Linked DNA regions of Mus musculus: regions 1 and 2 are each linked to region 3. A link is a contact called in public HiChIP or PLAC-seq data. All regions are on one chromosome and are shown on one strand. The core of a region is the stretch at or near the end of the contact, and the rest is flanking DNA. Distances in the headings are between cores, read along the strand shown. Region 1 overlaps Gm38791 (a long non-coding RNA gene). Region 2 has its middle 57 kb from the start of Gm38791. Region 3 has its middle 14 kb from the start of Trim24.

The links. HiChIP or PLAC-seq counts read pairs in DNA pulled down with a chosen protein or histone mark.
Region 1: an H3K27ac HiChIP or PLAC-seq map of embryonic stem cells shows a contact between it and region 3, with 9 read pairs. The contact joins two enhancer-like sites. A contact is called at or near these places in 2 of 39 promoter capture datasets (3T3-L1-derived adipocytes and the C10 cell line), 8 of 484 Hi-C or Micro-C datasets (the C10 cell line, CD4 T cells, CD8 T cells and 5 more), 9 of 115 datasets of contacts at active chromatin or transcription factors (T-cell acute lymphoblastic leukemia, bone marrow-derived macrophages, embryonic stem cells and 3 more) and 3 of 9 other capture datasets (adipose tissue, liver and pancreatic islet).
Region 2: an H3K27ac HiChIP or PLAC-seq map of embryonic stem cells shows a contact between it and region 3, with 7 read pairs. The contact joins two enhancer-like sites. A contact is called at or near these places in 4 of 39 promoter capture datasets (the 3T3-L1 cell line, 3T3-L1-derived adipocytes and hippocampal neurons), 2 of 484 Hi-C or Micro-C datasets (cortical neurons and nephron progenitors) and 6 of 115 datasets of contacts at active chromatin or transcription factors (bone marrow-derived macrophages, embryonic stem cells and stem cell-derived neural progenitor cells).

What each region holds. Positions count from the first base shown.
Region 1 is chr6:37,727,981-37,732,041 of GRCm38.p6, reverse strand. The region is part of intron 3 of Gm38791 (a long non-coding RNA gene); the gene reads right to left. Among named protein-coding and RNA genes, the nearest start is that of Gm38791, 15 kb to the right of the region's middle. Within about 2 kb of position 2,696, at least 31 of the 459 cell types and tissues checked have an H3K27ac peak or open chromatin away from gene starts, as enhancers often do. A contact at or near this core is called in embryonic stem cells, where this site is marked.
Region 2 is chr6:37,655,993-37,659,624 of GRCm38.p6, reverse strand. No RefSeq gene overlaps it. Among named protein-coding and RNA genes, the nearest start is that of Gm38791, 57 kb to the left of the region's middle. Within about 2 kb of position 1,429, at least 27 of the 459 cell types and tissues checked have an H3K27ac peak or open chromatin away from gene starts, as enhancers often do. A contact at or near this core is called in embryonic stem cells, where this site is marked.
Region 3 is chr6:37,855,137-37,858,688 of GRCm38.p6, reverse strand. No RefSeq gene overlaps it. Among named protein-coding and RNA genes, the nearest start is that of Trim24, 14 kb to the left of the region's middle. Within about 2 kb of position 1,293, at least 13 of the 459 cell types and tissues checked have an H3K27ac peak or open chromatin away from gene starts, as enhancers often do. A contact at or near this core is called in embryonic stem cells, where this site is marked.

The DNA of each region.
Region 1 (4,061 bases), core at 1,447-3,946, 130 kb after region 3:
AGAGAGAGAGAGAGAAAGAAAGAAGAAAGAAAGGAGAAAGAAAGAAAGAAAGAAAGAAAGAAAAAGAAGAAAGAAAGAAAGAAAAAGAAAAAAAGAAAGAAAGAAAGAAACAAATCAACAACATCCAGGTTTGGGCAAAGACTAAATTTAAATATGTATTTAATAAAATATAAAAAACATGGCTCACTTTCTATGGAATATTTCCCAGGACCAGCAGCCATCTCTTGCATTTTATTTATTTATTTATTTATTTATTTATTTTTTGAGACAGGGTTTCTCTATAGCCCTGGCTGTCCTGGAACTCACTTTGTAGACCAGGCTGGCCTCGAACTCAGAAATCTGCCTGCCTCTACCTCCCGAGTGCTGGGATTAAAGGCGTGTACCACCACGCCCGGTCTCTCTTGAATTTTCTAGGTGGGAGATGCGTACCCTAAAATTGCACTGTGCTCTGGCAATGGGTAACTAAAAGTTCAGTCTCAGAAGACTGCCTCCCACCCCCCAGTGCCCAAACCCCGGAGCTTCTAGAGACCAGCTGGTTGTAAATTGAGGCTGTTTACACAACTCCTTTCATAGGTTCAATAATTTATTACAAAGGTCTGCAGAACCCAAGGAAAAAGTGACATTTGCTGGCTTCTTACAAAGGACTACAAGAACTCATGCCTATTAAACCAACAATACTGTTATTCCTAGCATCATAGTCTAGAATATATCTCGTTTCAGAGGAAACCAATATGGTCAAAATATCCTGCTTTAATACCATGTTTTCCCCACGACAGCAGTATAAATCCAACAGGGACATGACTCCATATGTAGGCTTTATTGGCTGCTAACATGTCTCCATTTAAGGCGGCTTTACAAACTGCGTCCCTGTGAGATGCTCTGAAGGTTTTTGCACCACAGGTTATTGTACCACTCTGAGACTTGGAAAATCTTTCCTTTGTAACACAGGAGAACTGTGAAAGGGATGTGTCTGCTTTGGCCTGTGCTTGCTTTCTCAAGGTGTGTGACAGGCTTTCCCCATAGAGGGGTAGGGGGGGAGCCAATTCAGCCTAATTAAAAGTAGAAAAGGCAAGTTTATTTGGGAAATGGGCTCTTGGGTGAGTTCACCAGTCTCAGGGGGAAATACTGGAAAAAGTCGCAGGCAGACGATATCGTGGAAGTTTTTTATAGACTGCAGGTGAAAGAAAAGGATGCATTTGCCACAGAATGTGTGTGTGTGTGTGTGTGTGTGTGTGTGTGTGTGTGTGTGTGTGTGTGTGTGTGTGTTGGGGAGCCTTGGGTGGCTGGTGACTTCATGAGGTTGGGACAGTTGTCAGGAATGTCAGGAATGCAGGACTGGGCTTTTGGTGCCTTTTCTGTTTGTAGGCTTTCTAGGGGAAGGGGGAAGGGAATTTGCTGGACCATGTAGGTGAGGGACACAGCCAGGATCTCCAATTAGTGTACACCAGCTTTAAGAAACTGGCTTGTGTAAGGTAAGGATCCAGCTGATTTCTTAGAAACTTGATGCACACACACACACACACACACACACGCGCGCTCACACACACACACACACACACACACACACACACACACACCACCTTCCTCTGCTTGATCCTGAGCCTCCATATCCTGCACATGAAGACTTTAGACAAGTGCTACCACACCTGGTTCTATGCTGTGCTTGGGTTTGAACCTAGGGCTATCTGCATGCTAAGCAGATAGTCTACCAGTTCAGCTGTATCCTCAGCCCTTGCCATGTATTTATTTGTTTGAATCAAATATCACTATGTAGCTCAATTGGTTTTAAACTCAAAAGCCCTTCTGCTTCGGTCTCCTAAGTACTAAGACTATGGGCATGTGGTACCATGCCCGGTTCTACTTATCTTTAAATTTTCTTTAAAAACATTTGCTTGTTTGATTTGTTAAGAGTGTGCATGTATGTGTGTGCCACGTGTGGAGATCAGAGGACAGTTTGCAGAAGTTTGTTCTGTCCTTCCATCATATGGATCCCAGAAAAGTCAACTTGTTGGGCTTGCCTACAAGCATCCGTAAAGACTGAGCCGTCGTCTCACCAGCCCTCAGCTTGTCTTTTTTTTTTTTTTTAACTTTAATTAAAAAAAAAAAATTGTGTGTATTGGTGTTTTGCCTGAATATGTATGTCTGCATAAGGGTGTTGGGTACCCAGGAACTGGAGTCATATACAGTTGTGAGCTGCTATGTGGGTGTTGGGAATTGAACCCAGGTCCTTTGGAAGAGTAGACTGTGCTCTTAACTGCTGAGCCATATCTCCAGTCCTGCTACTCTTACCTGCCCCCCTCAGAAATCTGCCAGCCTCTGCCTCCTTGGTGCTGGGATTAAAGATGTGCACCATTCATAGTTCTTCTATCTCTCAAATAATAAGTTCCCTGTAAGTTATAAAATTTGACTTCTAACTCATCTATTTAGAGTAAGACCAACAAAGCCATCCTAGTGGATAAGACTAAGTTGTTGCAGGGCAAATCTCACTTGTCTGCTCACTAGCAGCATGTATGCAGGCAAATGACTTAAAATCTATGAATCCCAGCGTAATCAGCAACAGAATGTCTATCACTTGTGCATTTTGAAGGCTGAATGAAGTATTTTAAATGCAAAGTGCTTTTAGTAGAGCACTCAGTAAATAGAAGCACTCAACAGATTACCCTTGGCCGCAGTGTTTCCTTAGAGATCTTACCCAGTCACTACCTAGTCCCCATACTCAGACAGTGAACAAGTTCTGTGGTGGTTTGAATGAGAATGGGCCTCATGGGCTCCTAAATTTAAATACTTGGTCCCCAGTGTTGTGTTTTATAAAAAGGTAAGAGAAAACAGGGATGTTTAGTGGAAGCCAAGTGTGGTATGGGGGAAAGGGGGTGCCTCTGTGGGCCCATGCCGAAGCATTCCTTCCTCCTGGGGAATCAGCCGCACAATGGTATAGTGTAGAATAGAATTTATTTAGAATATGGGGAGGTGAGTAGAGGGGGTAGTAGAGACAGAGAAAGGGAGAGAGAGAGAGAGAGAGAGAGAGAGAGAGAGAGAGAGAGAGAGAGAGAGAGAGAGAGGCTAGCCATGAGCATGTGGAGAGAGGGGGGAGGGGGGGAGGAATAGGGGGAGAGAGAGAGAGAGAGAGAGTAAGGAGCAAGAGGACAAAGCAAGAAAACAAGAGAGAATAGGGCAAGCAGCCTCTTTTATAGTGAGTCAGGCACACCTGACTGATGCTAGGTAACTGTGGGGCAGAGCCTAGACTAAATGCAGACGCCCAGTAGCTGGAACTGTTTGGAAAGGATTAGGAGGTGTGGCCTTGTTGGAGGAGGTGTGTCAGTGGCCGTGACAATGTTTCCAAAGCTCACACTATTTTCAGTGTCTCTTGATCTGCTTTGCCATAGTGCCTCAAGATATAAGCTCTCAGCTCCACTCCAGTGCCAAGCCTGCCTACTCTCAACCATGCTCTCTACTTTGATGGTTATGGATTCTAACTCTTCTGAAACTGTAAGCCTCATGAAAACTCTTTCTTCTTTTAAGTTGCCTTGGTCATGGAGCCTTATCTCAATAACAGAATAATTTTTAAAAAAGTCCCTAAGACAGGTCATTCCATAGAATTCTTTTCTTTTCCCCCTTTACTCTGATTCTGTCATCAGGTAGCTTTGCTAAATGAACTTGAGCATCGTAAGTGAAATTCAGTGTGTGTTTACTAAAGAAGTGTACAGTAGCAAGCTTTAACAGAGTTGTAACTCCCTTCTGACTAGGGTGTGTTTCACTCATCGTGAGAGTGATGAGTTCCATGGTTCTGGAACTCAGTTCTCATGGTTCCTGCTCATGGGCTCATTCCACTGCACCTTGACACCTCTCAGAATGGAGCATCAAGACAAACCACTTGGGATTTACCACAACCACAGTGTATTTAAAGGATGCCTCTGTCAGAGAGAAGAGGTCGGGGATCAGGAGGAGTAGAAGGAGGGAAAACTACAGTTGGGGTCATTGAATGAGAGAATAATAATGATTACAATACTACTACTAATAATAATAATTACAATAATAAATGCCTCTGCAGCTGGCCTCCTGGA
Region 2 (3,632 bases), core at 180-2,679, 200 kb after region 3:
AGCATTGGTTTCTTTCATATGTTAATCTCTCTTTTTTAAAAAAAAAATGTTTTTCTGAGAGGTTTCTCCATGTAACAGCCCTGGCTGTCCTGGAATTCATATTTTAGACCAGACTGGTCTCGAACTCATAGAGATCCATCTGCCTCTGCCTCCTGAGTGCAGGGATTACAGGGTTTAGTAGTGCAGACTACTAAACCCAGTTTCATATGCTAGTGGGTCTTAAAATTGAATGAATAAATGAATGAATGAACAATAATAATAATAATAATTGTGTATATGTATGTGTGCACATACATGTATGCCACAACATGTGTGTGAAGGTCCTTCTGTGGTGGTTTCCCTGGTATTGACCACAGAGCTTGACAGCAAGTACCTTTACGCCACCCCCTCTCTCTTTCTCTGCTCCTCATGTGTTATTCTTGATGCCTCTTTCTTCCTGCACAAATTCTCCACAATACCATATGGATTGCTTATTTTTTCCAAGTGCAGAAGATTTTGAGTTTACTGTCTCCAAAGACAATAATAGCAAAATAACTCATAAGAAAGGAGGGGACTAGTCATTCATAAAAACACATTCAGGGACATTTATCAAACACACTACGATGGAAGGAAAGAGATGAATGGAAATTGAGTTTGGTTCTAAAGCTGAAAAAAACATTGTAATAAACAGAAGAAAAGCCAGTCTTTCATGGATATGGGGTGATAATGAGTTATGAAGGCAGAATATTATTAACTCTTTACACTTCGCATTTCAAACTAGAACATTCTGGAAAAGCGAGCACAGAACTCTATTTCTTTCAGATTCTCCCTGCCAGGCAGTAAACTGGCTTAAGATTCCCAAATTAGACAGATGTTTGCAATGTTTGTTGTGTTCTGTCTTTCTCTCTAGAGTGGATTCCTGTTAGGAAAGTTTTAAATAAAACATTAAAACAGTTGGCCACATAAGACCCTGTCTCAAGATAAAAATCTTAAGTCTGATTGAAGTTTGTGCTTTTCTCTTTGTTCAGTTTTTAGACAGAGTTTCTGTGTAGCCCTTGGTGTCCTTTAAACCCCTTACTTCACTGGTGATGACCTTGAAGTTCTGACCTCGTTGCTGGCACTTCTGAAGTGCTGAGCTAACAGGTGTACACCAGCACGTGGGTTATGGAGTACTGTGGCTGGGACCTGTCCTTTGTGCATGCTCCACACACCATCTCTCACCTGAGTACATCCCCAGCTCAAGAGACAGTTTTCCAACTTCACGATGCTTGTATTTCATAAGCAGTATTGTTTTGGAGAGGGACGATCTGACAGTTGTTTGTAGATTACTTTACCAGCTGGAGAGCTGCTCTCAATGGTTTTGAATTTCCGGGGAATTCTTTGTCATGCAAACCAAGGCAGTCAGACTGATGAAGCTGGGTCCTCCCAAGGGCCCAACAGATGGTCATTACTCATTCTGAATAAATGGCAGGAAGAACGCAGGCTCTGGCTCTCTCTACCATGTAGTAAACTGGTGCAAGATTTGAAACTACACAAACACCTACAGTGGCTGATACTCTGCCTTCTGCAATCACTGGAGTTCTGGCTTGAAAGCTTTGTTTCCAAATCACAGGTCAAGACTGGTCTAAAATATAAACTGGAAGTTGACTGAATTTCTTACGTTATTTACACGTAACAGAATAAAGAAGTGAAATGCTGAAGTCACAGCCTGAGTTGGGAGTTACTCCTGCTTCTGCCTATCTTCTCACTTTATTAGTTGTTTTCTTCCTACACCTTGCTCCACATCTTAGTGGCTAACTACAGAATTAGTTAAAATACATCATTCCTGTCTCTATGCACTGGTCATTTCTCCCCCCCCCCTTTTTATTGGTTATTTTATTTATTTACATCTCAAATGTATCCCCCTTCCCAGTTTTCCCTCCACAAGCCCCCTATACCTTCCTTCCTCCCTCTGCCTCTATGAGGGTGCTCCCCCACCCGCCCAACCACTCCTGCCTCAGCAGCCCAGTGTTTCCCTATTCTGGGCCATCAAGTCTCCACAGGACAAAGGGGCTCCCCTCCAAGTGATGCCAGATAAAGCAGTTCTCTGCTACATATCCAGCTGGAGCCATGGGTACCCCCTGTGTACTCTTTGGTTGGTGGTTTAGTCCTTGGGAGATTTAAGGGGTCTGGTTGGTTGATATTGTTGTTCTTCCTTTGGGGTTGCAAACCCCTTCAGCTCCTACAGTCCTTGCTCTAACTTCCCCATTGGGGTCTCCATGCTCAGGCCAATGTTTGGCTGTGTATATCCGCATCTATATTGGCCCAGCTCTGGCGGAGCCTCTTAGGGGACAGCTATACTGGGTTCCTGTCAGTAAGCACTTCTTGCTATCAGCAATAGTGTCTGGATTTGGTGTCAGCAGATAGGATGGATCCCTAGGTGGGGCAGTCTCTGGATGACCATTCCTTCAGTTTCTGCTCCACTCTTTGTCCCTGCATTTCCTTTTGACAGGAGGAATTCCGGATTAATATTTTTGAGGTGGGTAGTCCAATCCCTCAATTGGGTGCTGTGCCTATCCACTAGATATGGTCTCTTCAAGTTCTATTTCCCCTTTGTTGGGTATTTCTGCTAAAGTCCCCTGTTGGGTCCTGGGAACCTCTTGGGTCCCTGGCATCTGGGACTTTCTAGTGGCTATCCCCAATTCCCCCTCCCACACTGCTACACACCTACTTTCAAATTCCTGGCCCTCTGTACTTTTCTCCTGTCTCCTCCCAAATCTGAATTGCCCCCCCTTTTCCCTCCCCCTCCTCTCTTCCTCTACTTCCCAGAGATTATTCTCTTCCCTCTACTGAGTAGGACTGTAGCATCTACACTTTGGTATGATCTTTTTTCTTCTTGGGTTTCTTATGGTCTTTGGATTGTATTGTGGGTATTCTGAGCTTCTTTTGGGCTAATATCAATTTATCAGTGAGTACATAGTCCCATAACCCCTAAGGAACTAAAAACAGTCATTAAAAGTCTCCCAATCAAAAAATCCCCAGGACCAAATAAATGATTGTAGTGCAGAAATCTATCAGACCTTCAAAGAAGATCTAATACCAAAACTTCTCAAAGTATTTCATAAAATAGAAACAGAAGGAACACTACCTAATACATTCTATGAAGCCACAGTTACACTAATACCTAAGCCACACAAAGACTCAACAAAGAAAGAGAAAGAACTTCAGACCAATTTCCACCGTGTATACTCAATAAAATTCTTGCAAACAGAATCCAAGAACACATTAGAACCATCGTTCACCATGGTCAAGTAGGCTTCATCCCAGGGATACAGGGATGGTTCAATATATGGAAATCCATCAACACAATTCACTGTATAAACAAACTCAAAGGAAAAAAAAACCCACATGATCATCTCATTAGATGCTGAAAAAGCCTTTGACAAAATACAATACCCCATTCATGCTAAAAGTATAAAGAGAATAGGAGAGACTAGGAATTCAAGGTCTATATCTAAATATAATGAAAGCAATATACAGCAAGCCAATAGCCAACATCAAACTAAATGGAGAGAAACTTGAAGCAATCCCACTAAAATCAGGGACAAGACAAAGCTGCCCACTCTCCCCCTATCTATTCAATATAGTACTTGAAGTCCTAGCCAGAGCAATTA
Region 3 (3,552 bases), core at 44-2,543:
TAGCCTTGACCGGAGGCAGGAGGGGGAAGCTGTAAGGAGGGTTTGGGACTGGAAAAGCCCTTAGGGTCCCTCAAAACCCTGTCTCAAAACAAACAACTAAACAACTAAACCAAAAACGAACAAACAACAGAAAGAAAGAAAGAAAGAAAGAAAGAAAGAAAGAAAGAAAGAAAGAAAGAAAGAAAGAAAGAAAAGAAGGGAGGGAGGGAGGAAAGAAGGAAGGAAGGAAGGGAAAAAACGCATCCAGGAACTAGAAGAACGAGGAGGTAAAGAGATTGATAGCACTCCCTAGAACGACAGGGTCTCACTATGTAGCTCTGGCTGTTGTGTCATCCAGGCAGGCCTTGAACTCATGGAGATCTGCCTATCTCTGTCTCCCAAGCTCTAGGATTAAAGGCATGAGCCACTATAGCCAGCAGGATTGGATGTTTTGTAGTCCAGTCCTATCTAACCATCGTAGACCTTAAGAATATATTTACAACACAATATTATTCACAATAAAGTTTCTTCTTCACCACAGCTAGGAGCAGCCATGACATTTCCTTTCCTTTTTATTTCTTTTTTCTTTATTCACCCACCATCCTTTTCCATGCTAGAGCAGGTAGCTAAACCTCCAGAACACACTGCTTCATTCATTTATGATGCATTACAAAGATGAAATCTCAGGGAGGTCAGGCGATCATGGGAGGTGTGGTTGCACAGGGGGCACTGTTCCCCCAATACTTGTTTTGTTTTGTTGCCACCCCGGAAGCTCTCCAAACCTTATCAGTTATAGGTTTTTATGGAGGCTTCATTACACAGGTGATTAAATCTTTGTCCAGGCTGAATCCATTTCTGGCCCCTGTCCCTTAACAGAGGTGGTGGGGCGGGGAAAGTACCAATTCCCCTACTAGGTGTTTACCTTGAAAGAGCCCTAGGTGACTCTCACCTATGCATGGAGGAAGAAGCTCAATATGAATAACAGAAGGCTCTCAGTACTCATCTATCACTCAGGAAATTCCAAGGATTCTGATGCAGCGTCTCTGAAAGCCACCAAAGCCAAAGGTATATTAGAATAAAATATTCTCCCTTTATCTCTGTCATTCAGGACCTTACAAGGGTGTCAGGAACTGGGACAAACACAAGTCCTGGTTAATTATTTTATGTCAATTTGTTAGAACTAGAGTCTTCGGGGAAGGGAGAACCTCAATTGAGAAAATACCTTCATCTTGTAGGCAAGTGTATGGGCATTTCATTGTTTAATGATTGATGTGAGAGGGAATGGTCCTTGGCAGATGGGCCTGGGTTGTGTAAGAAAGGAAGCTGAGCAGGCCGGTAAGCAGCCTTCCTCCATGGCCTCTGGCCTCTGCTTCATTCACTGCCTCCACTCTCCTGCCTTGAGTTCCTACCCTGACTTCTTTTTCTTCCCCAAGTTACTTGGATCATGGCCTTTTATTACAGCAATATAAAAATAACTAAGACAACATTGTGATGAGAAAAACCAGGAGCAAACACAGGAATGTTTCAATGTGAAATTTTTTTTATGGCTAGACTAAACTTGCAATCTCACTGGAAGTAGGAGTGAGAAGTAGCCCTGACTAAAAAGCAAGGGAACCTTTTATAGTCAGGCTCTGTCTGACCTTTGATTGCAAAAGCAGCATTTTTTTATTTTTATTTTTTTTGATTTTCGAGGCAGGGTTTCTCTGTATAGCCCTGGCTGTCCTGGAACTCACTCTGTAGACCAGGCTGGCCTTGAACTCAGAAATCTGCCTGCCTCTGCCTCCCAAGTGCTGGGATTAAAGGCATGTGCCACCACCGCCCGGCGCAAAAGCAGAATTTTTGCAGTTAGTAAATTAGTTAGCTATTTTTATGATTATGGGAAAAGATATATGTTATGGTGTTATGGTCAGCCAGTTCTTGTAACATATAATAAAACAACAGAAACAACTTAGGACATGTAAATCACAAGATTATAAAGGAAGAACAAGTAAAAAGCACACCAAACGAACAAAACCAACAAAAACAAACAAAAAACCAGGCTTGGCCTTTAATCCCAGCACTCGGGAGGCGGATTTCTGAGTTCGAGGCCAGCATGGTCTACAAAGTGAGTTCCAGGACAGCCAGGGCTACACAGAGAAACCCTGACTCGGAAACCAAAAAAAAAAAAAAAAAAAAAAAAAAAAACCACAAGCTTGGACATGATTACAGAAGAAACACCACAGGGAACTACATAGAAATAAAGCAAATTTTTTTTTTTTTTTTTTTTTTTTTCAAGACAGGGTTTCTCTGTATAGCCCTGGCTGTCCTGGAGCTCACTTTGTAGACCAGGCTGGCCTCGAACTCAGAAATCCGCCTGCCTCTGCCTCCGGAGTGCTGGGATTAAAGGCATGTGCCACCACGCCGGGCTTAAAGCAAATTCTAACACTATGTTTCACTAAAAAAGGAGGAAAAATGGAGTTAGTTGGCCCTTAACAGACAAAACAAATTATGTGTTTCTTACTATATGTATGTCAAGCTCAATTCCATTAGATCCATGCCTTCAAAAGAGGAAGACAGATAGAGCTTTCCTCCTCTCAGCAAACTTGACAACATCAAGGAAAGGCTACATGTGGCCTGTGGGAGGTCTACACACCAGAAAGAGAACCTTTCAGAGGTATAATTGGACAGAGCCTTCAAATTGGACTTGTTAGTGTTAGCATTTTGTCTAAGTTCAACCCCAAGTTACCTGGCAATAGCCAGGTATGCTCTGCCCCACAGTTACCTGACTCACTATAAAAGGGGCTGTTTGTCCCTCCTCTCTCTCTTGCTCTTGCCCTCTCTGTCCTTTTACTCCTTCCCCCTTCCCCATTCTCATCTCCCCTCTCTCTCCACGTGCTCATGGCCAGCTTCTACTGCTCTACTCTCTCTCCTTCTCTGCCTTTCTCTGCCTCTACTACCCTCTTAACTCCCCTCCCCATGCCCTGAAAAAAATATTCTATACTATATTGTTGTGTGGCTAGTTCCTCAGGCAAAAGGGATGGCTCAGCATGGGTGGAGGCACCCCTCCCCCCATACCTCACCACACATCCATCAAAACATATCCCTCTGCTTTTTATCTTTTTATAAACATATCAGTTAGCCTCTATAGGCCTGTGAGAAATGGATTTCTACTGTTGAAGACGCCTTATCTGTATGATTTCCTGTAGCACCATTAAGAAATAGGAAGATGCCCAACAATATACATAAACATCTATATGTTTATAAAAATTAATGCGGATGATTTTCTATGATAAAGTAAATTTTGTTAAGTCATGGTGAGTCTTTCAGATACAGTGAGTGTGTGTATGTGTGTGTGTGTGTGTGTGTGTGTGTGTGTGAGAGAGAGAGAGAGAGAGAAGTGTGTGTGTGTGTGTGTGTGTGTGTGTGTGTGTGTGTGTGTGTGTATGTGTGCATATGCTACAGTCTGCATATGAGGAGCAGAGAGGACAACTTCCAGGGATTGGGTTCAGTCGTTCCAATATGTGGTTCTGAGGATCAGTCTCAGCTTGTCGGGTTGGTGGTGAGCACCTTCAACTGCCCAAATATCTCACTATC